Regions from separate parts of the Zea mays genome. Here all the other regions are linked to region 3. A link is a contact called in public Hi-C data. All regions are on one chromosome and are shown on one strand. The core of a region is the stretch at or near the end of the contact, and the rest is flanking DNA. Distances in the headings are between cores, read along the strand shown.

The links. Hi-C and Micro-C count contacts between places; a contact is called where the count stands out from the background.
Region 1: a contact with region 3 is called in a Hi-C map of leaf, with 5 times the contacts expected there. The contact joins the promoter of LOC103650470 here to the enhancer-like site in region 3. A contact is called at or near these places in 3 of 25 Hi-C or Micro-C datasets (ear, endosperm and leaf).
Region 2: a Hi-C map of leaf shows a contact between it and region 3, with 3 times the contacts expected there. The contact joins the promoter of LOC100284259 here to the enhancer-like site in region 3. A contact is called at or near these places in 6 of 25 Hi-C or Micro-C datasets (ear, leaf, root tip and 1 more) and 1 of 3 datasets of contacts at active chromatin or transcription factors (leaf).

What each region holds. Positions count from the first base shown.
Region 1 is chr3:119,567,206-119,570,885 of Zm-B73-REFERENCE-NAM-5.0, forward strand. LOC103650470 (pyrophosphate-energized membrane proton pump 3) reads right to left here and starts at 1,591. Exons shown (of 15, transcript XM_008676058.2): 1 at 1,136-1,591; 2 at 58-361. The coding sequence starts at 171.
Region 2 is chr3:119,201,594-119,205,302 of Zm-B73-REFERENCE-NAM-5.0, forward strand. LOC100284259 reads right to left here and starts at 1,415. Exons shown (of 5, transcript NM_001371982.1): 1 at 897-1,415. The coding sequence starts at 1,234.
Region 3 is chr3:119,377,696-119,381,695 of Zm-B73-REFERENCE-NAM-5.0, forward strand. No RefSeq gene overlaps it. Among protein-coding and RNA genes, the nearest start is that of LOC103650469, 4.3 kb to the right of the region's middle. Within about 2 kb of position 1,721, at least 16 of the 20 cell types and tissues checked have an H3K27ac peak or open chromatin away from gene starts, as enhancers often do. A contact at or near this core is called in ear, leaf and tassel, where this site is marked.

The sequences.
Region 1 (3,680 bases), core at 341-2,840, 190 kb after region 3:
CCACAAAAGTCAGTTATGTATTTTTAAAGGTGGAGAAAGCTTAGCAATAGTCCATACCAGCGGTACAGATGATTTGCTTCGTACTGTTGAAAAAGCCCTTGGTCTTTCTTGATACGACCTTCCATTTTCCATGTCCTCTTCCATCATGATGGGATATGAATTTGCCCTCATTATTACTGGAAAAGGAACCAACTCCCCACCTTGGGGTAGGTCGCTCCCTGAGCCCTGGCGCTGATTTTTTTTTAGTCTATGTCAGACACCTCTCAAAATTAGTAAGCCCTGAAAGGTAAACACATCCAGATTTTCTTCAGCCTCAGTGACGAACTTCTCTTTGATTCAAAGGGTCCTTTTGCCGTCAAGTCTACAAGATGATATTAGCACGAAGCTAGGTATAGTGAATCTTCTATAGAATCACAATAATCAAACACAAAGTACAATTGTTGCCTAAAACATAAACTCCGGTTAAATAAAATAAAGTACAGCAACAGAGTACCAAGACACCTTCTATAATAAAGACAACTGAAAAGTATAGTCTTCATTGGACACACCTGAAATCTATGTAGCACAGATATGGATACACTCATACATGAACGTGGCATTTAGCAAAAATAGACAATACAGAGATATGTTTCAGTATTTGTTAAATGTTAAACAATAAGGCACGTAATTGTAATAGTGGCAGCAGCAGCCTATAGCTGGAAGGCTTTAGTTGGGCGAGATCTAACAAATAACAGATCTCTTCTCTGAAAGTTTGCACAGTTAAACATCTAGCAGAAAATATTGTTCAAACTTCATTTCTGCAATCAGGATTAGTGTCAGGTGATGAATAATTTTCAGGCAGGTAGCAGTTCTAAGTTCAGAGCGAACCAAGTAAGTTAAACATCTAGCAGAAATATTGTCTGCTCACTTCTGCGATCAGGACTAGGACTAGTGTCGGGTGAGGAATAGTTATCGGGCACGTAGTAATTCTAAGTTCAGAACCAGTAAATAAAGGGGTAAAACATCCTGTGTTCGTAACCACATGGATATAGAAACAACAGCAGACCGAGCAAAACTGACAGTAGTTCAATGTCTAGACTGTAGAGCGGGACATGCCTGACATGGCTACGGGAGAGGGAGCAGGGTGGGTTCTCACCGCTGCTTCACGACGGCAGGTGGCGGAGCTCGTTGCGCGCCGCGCGCGTGCAGGCGTCTGCGAACGGGGCTCCCGGGACGTCCGCGGCTAGCAGGCGGCGTGCGACCCCGGGGCGGATGTCGCCTGCTGTAGCTCGTGGCGCGGTGATGGATCTGGTCCTTGCCGCGGGCACGGGAATGGATCTCGGAGGAGGAGGCGGCGGCGGCACCGACGGGAGCAGTCGCCGGGTCACTGGAGAGGGGCCACCCCGCCGCTGGCGTCGCGCGAGGATGAGCGCGGCAGCTTGCTGGCAAAGCAGCAACAAAGCAGGCCGCGGATCTGCGAGGCGAGGGAGAGCTTCTCCGAGACACGCACACAAACAGAAACGGAGGCAGCAGGCATCTCCAGCGGACCGACGATCGTATTCCAAATATTTTGTTTTGAGAGAATTTGGTATTTGCCGTCACCACAAAACATATTCATAAAATTGTCATCAGTTCGACATTTTATAGACACGGATGGCCCCACAATTCATAGACACAAGAGTAATATTAACAAGCAGACAACGTTTCAAGTGATAGAATTTCAATTATTTCGTTTTATATACCATAGATTACGGCAACAACTAATATACAATCAGGTTTTATGTGCAAGCGTGCAAGCGAGGTTCCTGGTTCATTAGATTATGCAACAATATATCATATTTAACAATTAAATCATTCCACCGTCAGCTCGTATAGATTTATAAAAAACCCCTAACAAACCACGATCATGTCTACAGTTAGATCATGATCTAACGGACTAAAAGGCTCGTTTGCACTTGCATATAAGGTCTGATTGCATATTAGTTGTTGCTATAGATTACATTTTTTAAAGAGTGGAGTTTGAAGCAGTGGCGGATCCAGAAAGCCTAAAGGAGGGACTACTAAGACAAGTTTAAAATTTTTATTCTAAGTATTATGTTAAACCATCTTTTTTATGAAAAACTTATCCATCCTATCTCTATAAACATAAACATTAATTTTATTAACTAACCTAGTAAATAATTGATGAAACAAAATTAATTAAAATTACGATAAACAACTAACCTAGAGTTCTAGGCTGTTGCAGGCATGCAAATATGCTGGTGCTACTCTTGTGCCTGGTGGTTCACTGTCCAATAGTTCTTGTCTGCGCCTGGTAGGTAGTGCGCTGTACAGGCTGGATGCTGAACAATGGTTCTAGCTTGCTAGTTGCTAGTGCACTGCTTTTAGGCTGCTAGCTACTGCATGCTAGGTTGATGGCATGAGCTGCTCTTGCAGCACGGACAGGGCTAGCGCACGATGTTGCTGCATTCTAACGTAGTGCAGAGATGGGGTCGTGACATGGGCTGCAGCCCGGGCAGCCCCGGGTCTGAATCCACCACTAGTTTGAAGTAGAAAGTGGGAGAGAGTGAGATAAGTTTGTTGGAGATATTAATGGGAGGATGACCACGATGAAGATGGAAAAGAGGTGGACTATAGTGTGGAGTCTCTCCGACCCACATTACGAATTAAAATAAAATAAAATAAAATATAGGAACTATAAATTATTACATAAAAACTAAACATCTTCTAAATTCTAATATATGTCTTTTTCTTGTGGAGGAAAACTCCATTCTTACGAGTATTTACGAGTATTTCGTGGATATTCCTTAAAGAGGATGGATCTTGTTCTTATCCTTTCAACCAAAAACATGAAAAAGGGAAATGGCTCCATTCTATAGGTATACATTTAGACCGAGTCTGATGAGTTGATTCAAAACGCAAAAAAACATAGCTCAGACATGGCACGATCTGAAATATTTTAGATCGGTTAGACCGGCTCGATGCATCAAACTGTAAGTGGGCCGATATCACGGGCTATGGGCGGGCACGACTTACGACTTATTTAAGGCAGGCACGAAATGGCCGGTACGGAAAGGCCATATCTCTACTACTCTTAAGAAGATACCGTAGGCGTCCACATTGTCTGGCGCACGGTTCTGCCTGCCCCTGCCTCCGACATTCTCCCCTTGCCCCGCTCTCGGCCGCGCAATTCCAAGAACCCTCCATCATCGCCCCACCATCATCACACTATCCATCACTGCCCGCAATCATCGGCCCGCGCAACCACCCCATGCGTCGATGTCTGCCCCGTCCCCATCCCTGCGTTGCCCGCGGCCAGGGGGATCCACAGCCTTCACTGTGCCGCCGCCGAACCACACCTTCGCTCGCGGTGCCTCTGCCCCCGCTCTCGTCCGCCGCCACGGGCGCCGCATCATTCCCGCCCCTCCCTCACCCATCCCCTCCGGTCATCCCGCCACCCCCCGCGTCGCACACACCCCGCATCTGCTCTCCTGTCCCTTCCCCTCCAGCGATTTCGCCTCCCACCCGTGCTGCACACACCTCGCCATCACTTCTGTCCATCCCACCTCCCCCTGCGGTTGTGTGCTGCACACACCTCGCCGTCACTTATGTCCATCCCACCTCCCCCCGCGGTTGTGTGCTGCCCAGCCCATCTCCGCTCCTCGACAAGACCAATGGCGGCTGTTGCGTCCTCCGCTCTA
Region 2 (3,709 bases), core at 165-2,664, 180 kb before region 3:
GCTAGCTTAGCTAGGCCGGGGGACAGCAGATCTAGAATGGCGATCCATGAACGGTGAACCCAATGTAGCTTACGACCATGGCGCAGTGCATGGGCGTCTATAGTATAGTCTTTGGCAGTATGGGAAACAGAACAGGGGCCCAAATAATAAAAAAGAGAGAGAGATAGATAGATGTATAACCCCACACGCACACACAGTAGTTCTCTGTTCTACCGTGCCGTCACCATCGGTTCTAAGCCTGGCCTGGAGCAGCGAGCGAGCGAGCGATCAGGACCGGATGCATGAACGAACCGGACAGGCGAGTGATGTGGAAAATGATGTTGATGTGGACAAAAAAATGGCAGAGGCAGAGAAAGAGATCTATACGTGCAGTGTGGTGGGGTTTCTTTTCTTTCTTTTATCGTGTCGGCACTAGCCGCTGTCTCCCGCTGCCCCCACACGTAACGTGCCGCTGTCTCTTCCTCCTCCTCCTCCTCGACTGCTGGGCTGGCTGGCTACGACTACGAGCAGTTCGTGGATCGTATCCGGGCTCAACTCATGCATCTTGTCTTCAACCAGCTGGCACGCGGCTGGTGCTCGATCGTTGTTGCGATGATAGGTAGGAGTACGTAGATGTGCGTTCGTGCTCGATCGTGTTCTTCGTTGTTGGATGAACAAAGATCGCATGGTTATTAACACGGTTGGATTAATTCTCCCCCCGGCCCTCTCTGTCTTTCTCTATTACCTATGAGCAAACGGATAAACTGGAGCAGAGAGATTCGTGACTTGAAGCGCGCGGGGCATATATGTGCATCATGGAGTGGAGACGATTAACAGCTAAGCATATATGCACATACGTACGGAACAGAGCTAGAGCTAGGACAGTAGACAGGAGACAGGACAGGACGACGACGTACTTGGCGGCGCGCGGCTTCTCGGCGGGGTCAGCCAGCACGGCGGCGGCGGCGGCGGCGACGCTGCTCTGGCTCGGGGACCGCTTCATCTTCCCGGCCTCCTCCTCCTTCTCAAGGGCAACAGCAACGCCGTGGTCCTCCTCCTCCTCCTCCGCCTCCACGACGGCCGCTGGCTCCAGCTTCAGCTTCAGGTCGATGGTCTCGGCGAAGCCCCTCTTGCCGGAGGCGGAGGAAGAGCTCCTCCCCTCGCCGCCCAGCGCCGGCTCCCCTCCACCTCCCCCGCCGGGCAGGCCCAGGCGGAGCTCCGTCGCCTCGAACCCCAGGTCCGTCGTCGTCGCCATCGCGGCTGCCGTCGTCGCCACGTCCTCGCCTCTCTCTCAATTCTGCTTGGCTTGCTTCTTCTTCGTCTGTTAGCTGCCTAGCTCTGTTCCGAGAGCGAGCGAGGCTCTGGCGCTCTGCAATGTAAAAGGGCTTGCAAATGCAATGGGTTGGGTTGGGAAGGGAAGAGGGGGCAATAATGTCACAAGGGTTGTGGTTGTGGGTGTGTAGAAATAATAGTAGGCTCTCATGATAATGCACGGCCCGTCCAGTTTTGCACATACCACCCTCGCAGAATTAAAGTCTCGACTCTCTGTTTCAAAACACAGACCCAAACACTCCACAGTCCAGAATCCAGATCCAGGAGTTCACACGGACACCGAACCACAACAATCTAAAAAGCAAAGCCAGACTAAACCACCAAAACACCCGGGAAAAAGAGCCTTTTTATTGCTTCATTCATTTCTTAGCACGAGAGTTCTGCATGCTGAATACATTGAGACATAAAAAAGTTCGGGATATCATGCAACCACGTATATTCAGAATTTGAAATCAAAGCGAACTTGGTTGTTTGTGTAATGAAACACACATGTTTGCTACCCTCCTTTACATAAAGCAAAGAGAAAAATGTGTGCTTTGTCGGCCAAGTTCCTTGATTTGATTTAATAGCACACCAATTACTACTTCTAGAATTCCATGGAGCCACTAATCCTTGGCAACCCGTTTTAACAATCACCTTTGTCGGTCCGAGATCCTTTATTACTAGCGCCGCATCACAATAAGCATAGGCTTTGTAAGTAAGACCATCACGTATTGTTGAGCAGCATTTGTGGTACTGATCACGGCCAGACGGTTCGCTCATAGGCATGGACGGTCCATGAATATATCGAATCAGACGGTTAAAACTTCTATCTCTTCGCGTGTTTAGCCCTCTAATCCCGCGAGAGCTGTTGGAGAACGACTAGAAACGGATCCAGACCTCCCCCTTATATATTTAAAGGGGTACGGCCGATTGAAAAACTAACAATCAATCAATCAATCAATATACCTCTAGTTTTTTACATTTTGCCCTAGGAGTAGATAGTAACTTAGATTCCTCTCTCTAATTTTCACCTCTCTCTGGCTCTACGTCGTTTAGAGGTGTCTTGGTTGGCCTGCCGATCCAAAGACAAACCCTAGGATCTCTCCTCCCCGACGGGGTCCCTACCGGGACCGAGATCCAGGTGCTGTTCGGCGAACTCCGCCGCCCTTGCGCACGTGTGGTCCGTCCGGCCCCCAGGCGCGAACCGTCCGGCTTGTTAGGCAGGAACCCTAACCTCTGCGCCAGGTCGTGGAACGTCCGACCCTCGGCTGCGGACTGTCCGCGCTTCCGCAGAGAGCACCGCCGTCGGTACTCATCGCAGTGAATGACGCCCGGATCGACGCCAACACACTTTTTTGGTGACTCCGCTAGAGACATCACGTGAAGATCTATCAGGTTGGCCCTCAACGGCCGGATCAAAAGATAGCTCTAACGTCTCCCCCAGTAACATCATCGAGCCGACTTTGCAAAACTTGCTGGCTGAAGAACAACTGGAGTTCAAGGAGCACTAGGAGCAGCTGATAAAGGAAGCAAAAGCAAAGTTCCTGGCCAATTTCAGAGTGGACAGGAACAACAAGGTTGTTCGACAACGGGCGACTAATCTGGCTTCGCTTCAACCTACTGCGGCTACCCCAAGGTAAGCGAAACAAACGAAATCCAATCTCTTAGAGCTTACATAGATGAGCAGCGAGACCAGATGCAACAGATTACAGGGGGTATGAAAAATGATTATAAAAGGCTAGTGCGTGCATTTGATAAATCCACCGTTGCAAACTTTCGCTCGCACGAGGTTGAATTAGGGGAAAATACACGTGATTCATCGGCAGCAGATTGTCATGACCAGCTGCAACCCCTTTACAGGTGGACAACCACAACCTCCTATGCAAATCAGTGGTAAATCCGCTGATCTGCGCACGTCCGGACCGTCCGCAAGTGAGTGCAAACCGTCCGGTACTATTTCCAGAAACGAATTGCCGAGAACTGCACCCGAGTCGCCACGTACTACGTGAACCCTAAACGACCCCATTCGAACTGTCCGCGTATAGCGCCAGGCAGTCTGAATACATTACCGGACGGTCCGACCATGTGGCCGGGCAGTCCGCGCACACCGCAGAGTACATAGAACCTTATGAGGATGACTATTATCCAAATGCACATCTGTTTCAGCTAAACCTCCCATCACATCCTACAGCGTGCCAGCACAGTAATATAACATCCCAAATCTGTGGGAGTGAGTACTTTCCGGCCCCTCCTAGAAGGCCGGAAAGGAATGACTAGTCCTATGAGCCGCATAGGGCAAGTATTAATGCACCTCAAAACCCAAGCCAGAGGGGAGGGAGACAACATACTAATATCTAGACAACCACACCTATGTTGGACCAGAGAGCCGATGGACTCCCACCGGTCGCCATTGATA
Region 3 (4,000 bases), core at 471-2,970:
CGGCCACCGGCTGGGGGTCCACCGCCGCGCACGTTCTGGGGCAACCGCCGTCGTCGCACGCGGCGTCGCTAATGAATCGAGGTGGAGCGTAAAAAACTGAACCGTAGCACTCCGGGTCCTGTTTTATAGACGTCCGGATGTGGTTCGGCTCGACCGAATTGCACCGTCCGACCTGAGCTTCCTCTAGTTATTGCAAGCACAGGGCTCTTAATATATAAACTATATATATATATATATATATATATATATATATATATATATATATATATATATATATAAGAGTTGTACTGTTTCAATCAAACATATGTAAAATACATAAGGATCGGAGGTGCGGCACAAATAAAGAGATAGAAAAGTAAATGTACGTGATAGTTCGTCTACTGTGAATAACTGTGTTCAAAATCAACTGGGCAAAGACAAAGAACTATAAAACCACTTGAACAAGAACAAATTGGAGAGCAAAGGCCGGTAAGCAGTTTCGTTTAGCTCAGTATTTGCAAACTCCCAATCCTCATAAAATGAACCCAAACTCCTAAACCTGCACTATATAGTAGTAGAGAGGCATAGAGCGCGTGATGATAGACGTGACATTGCGTGGTGGACGTACACGCTCATGGAACTATTATGAATTGGAACGACGTCGCAGTCTGTGTGCACGGGCGGGCAGTGAAAGTGACACGTACGTGCGTGTGGTCAGTGGTGTGGGCGATCGACCAAACCACGCGCATGCACGCACGCACACGCTCGATCTCTCTAGCGTACGTGTTGTCTCTGTCCTAGCTATAATATAGCAACTGATTAGCAGTGTAGTTAATTGCGACGCTTACGTTCAATCTTTCGCACTGACGCTGACGCCTGTTGGGATAAGATGATTAGTAATAATTACTACGTTCACAAATAACGTCTATTTTATTATTTAACTATTTTTTTGTTATAATCGACACGGTGTCTCTAAGCATTTTATAGCATATCCAAGACCAAGAGTAACTTAAATCAATACTCTATCTTAAAATATAGAGCTCAACTAATAAAAATAACTGTAACATTGTATTATTTTATGAAATTTTTATCAAAAGCGTATAGGACACACCATGAAGTGAACTAAATATATTATACCTATATTAGTGTTCTATCTTTATTACAACTGTGGCTATAAATTAAACACATACCTAACTTAATTAAACATGTCTAACCTTAGATGTGATAAACTGTAGCAGCAGCGAACTAAACATGCTCTGAGTCCATCTCCGGCGGCTCATAAGCCCCTCCTCTAGGCTAAATTTTAGAGAAGATTATTTAAAATTACTGCTTCTCAGAGTACCTGCTTGTTCGCGTGTTTTTCCTAGATCTTGTTAGCGCTAAGATTTATTTTAAGAACGCCGATAGCTGCTGGATCGGATAAAGGTAGCTGCATGCCTACTTACCAGCAAGGCCGTAGTCCAGCTAGCTAGCACTACCACTACATCCATATCGACAGGTACGTACGGTACCCCATAAAATTCATGGCAAGACGTTGACGCGTCACGCACGAGAGCCAGCTAGCTGCAACAACAATCCAAGGTCCGTTGCATTGCAGTTGCAACTAGCTGATGATACATATGCTACCTATGCATGCATATATATATATGGCTAGCTATAGCTAGCTAGTACTACTCCGTGGTATGGACGACTAGCGAGCCCAGCTACATTCTTGCGACGACGTACGTGTCGATCTCACATGCGCACATACTGTACTGTCCAGTACTACGTGTCCACACGCTAGTTACTGCTACCAAGCACTGGAGCAGCGCATGCACGCTTCTCGTTCTCTTCTCCGTTGGCCAGCTGCCGATGCATCCAGCTATCGTTGCATCTTCCATGCATGGGATGGTATAGCCGTATAGGTATGCATGTACGTACGTATACGTGGACCACGCGATCCCGGGCCCATGCATGCATGCATCGTTGTCGCACGTATATATGCACGTACCAGTACCACGCGAGCCCATCTTCGCCTGTTGGGTCGTTAATGGATGCACAGTGTGGGCATGGGATGGATCGGAGTAACCATGCATGCATGATTGCGCTGCATCTATCGAGCTGTATCTTTCAAGCCACTTCTCGTCTGCTCGCACTGTCCACTGTACGTACGGCGTGGTCCAAGGATACAATTTTAACCCCTAAACCTGAAACCCAACCGATATCCGATCCGACGATGGGTGTAGCTACGGGTGAAGGTTTTGATCCGCGGGTACGTACTACAAGAATCCTAACGATTCCTGTCGGCCAAGTTAATTCCCATCGGTCAGAGAAAAGGCCGACGGGATAAAGTAACTTCCGTCGGCTAACCCACAGCCGACGTGGATAAATTAACTCCCGTCGGCTCACACACAGGCCGACGAGGATTACCTTAACTTCTGTCGACCAGAGCGTAGGCCAACGGGGATTACCTTATTCTCGTCGGCCCCGTACTCTGGCCGATGGGAATTAATGTTTTATGAGCAGGGATGAGCCCGCGCGGGCTCATTCCTCTCCTCTGATCTCTTCCTTGAAATCGACCGCCGCCGCCGCGCCGCCCCAGCCGGTCATGACCACCGCGCCGCCCCAGCCGGCCCCCATCGCCGTCGCAAACACCGGCGCCGACCGACGCCTCCCCCGCCGGCCACCATCGCCGCCGCCCCGACTGGCTCCCTGAGCACCGCCGTCGCCCCCGATCGCCTCCCCGAGTGCCGCTGCCGCCCCCAACCGCCTCCCCGAACGCCGTTGCACCCGCCTTGTGCCGCCTTGTCGTTGAGGTATACATCCTTAACTGTGAATGCGAGTGTGATTATAGTAGTTAGATATGTGTAGATGTTTATTTTCGTCGGATTTTTATGGCCGACGTGAGTTAACTTTCATGTGATTAGAGTTAGTTTAAAATTGTTAATTGATAGTGTTCTTAGTTTTCATATGACTTTAAGCATTATACTTGCTATTTTTAATATTACATGTGTGGCTTGATGTTAGGTAAGTATTAATTAAATTATTATAGTAGATTTAAGTTATGCTATTAAATTGTTGAATTTGATGTTATTTATTGATTAGATTTAACTTATAATATTAGGATGATGTATGAAGGTTTCGATATGATAAATTTGATGTTATGGTTAATAAATTTGATGTTCTGAAAATATTATTTAATTTAATGGATTTAATGTTGTAAATATTGTTTATTTTCGTCGGTTTTTTATGGCCGACGGGAGTTAACTGTAGTGCGATTACAATTTATTTAATATTGTTATTTGTTAGTATGATTTGACCTAAATTTGGATGTTGCAAATATTGTTAATTGATGAATATCATGTTAATGTTATGAATGTGATGTTATGTATATATAGTTTTACTACTTACCTATAGATGTATGTGTGATGTGTAGAAACATGAATGTCTCACACGCACTTCTTACTCGTACACACAGCCGCAATAGTGGGTGATAGACGTGATTGGATGTATGAAGGTTTCAAGAAGGGTGGGTGTCACACAAATGAATGGTTTGCCAAGACGCAGATAATTCTGGACCATGCAGCTGCTTTGTCACAAATAGATAATATTATGTGTCCATGCAATAAATGTAGAAATATGACGAGCCACACCAAGAGGCAGGTCACACTACACCTGTGCTCATGTGGTTTTGCGCCAGGCTATAAGGTCTGGTGTCTCTACGGGGAGTCATGCCTTGAACGAGCAGCAGAAATAGAAGTTGATGATGGTGAAGATGTGGATAGGATGGACCAAATGCTTGAGGATCTGCAGCCTGAACTGACCCCAGATCATCATGATTCACCTACACCGGAGCTTCAGAAGTTCTTCGATCTCCTCAAAGCGTCAGAAGAGCCTCTTCACGGGCACACTGACGTGACCGTCCTCGAATTCGTGACCCGACTGATGTCAATTAAGTCCAAGTTTGCATTCTCAATTAATTGTTATAAGGAGCTTGTGGATTTGATTAGCGAGGTTCTTCCTACGGGTCACAAGATGCCCA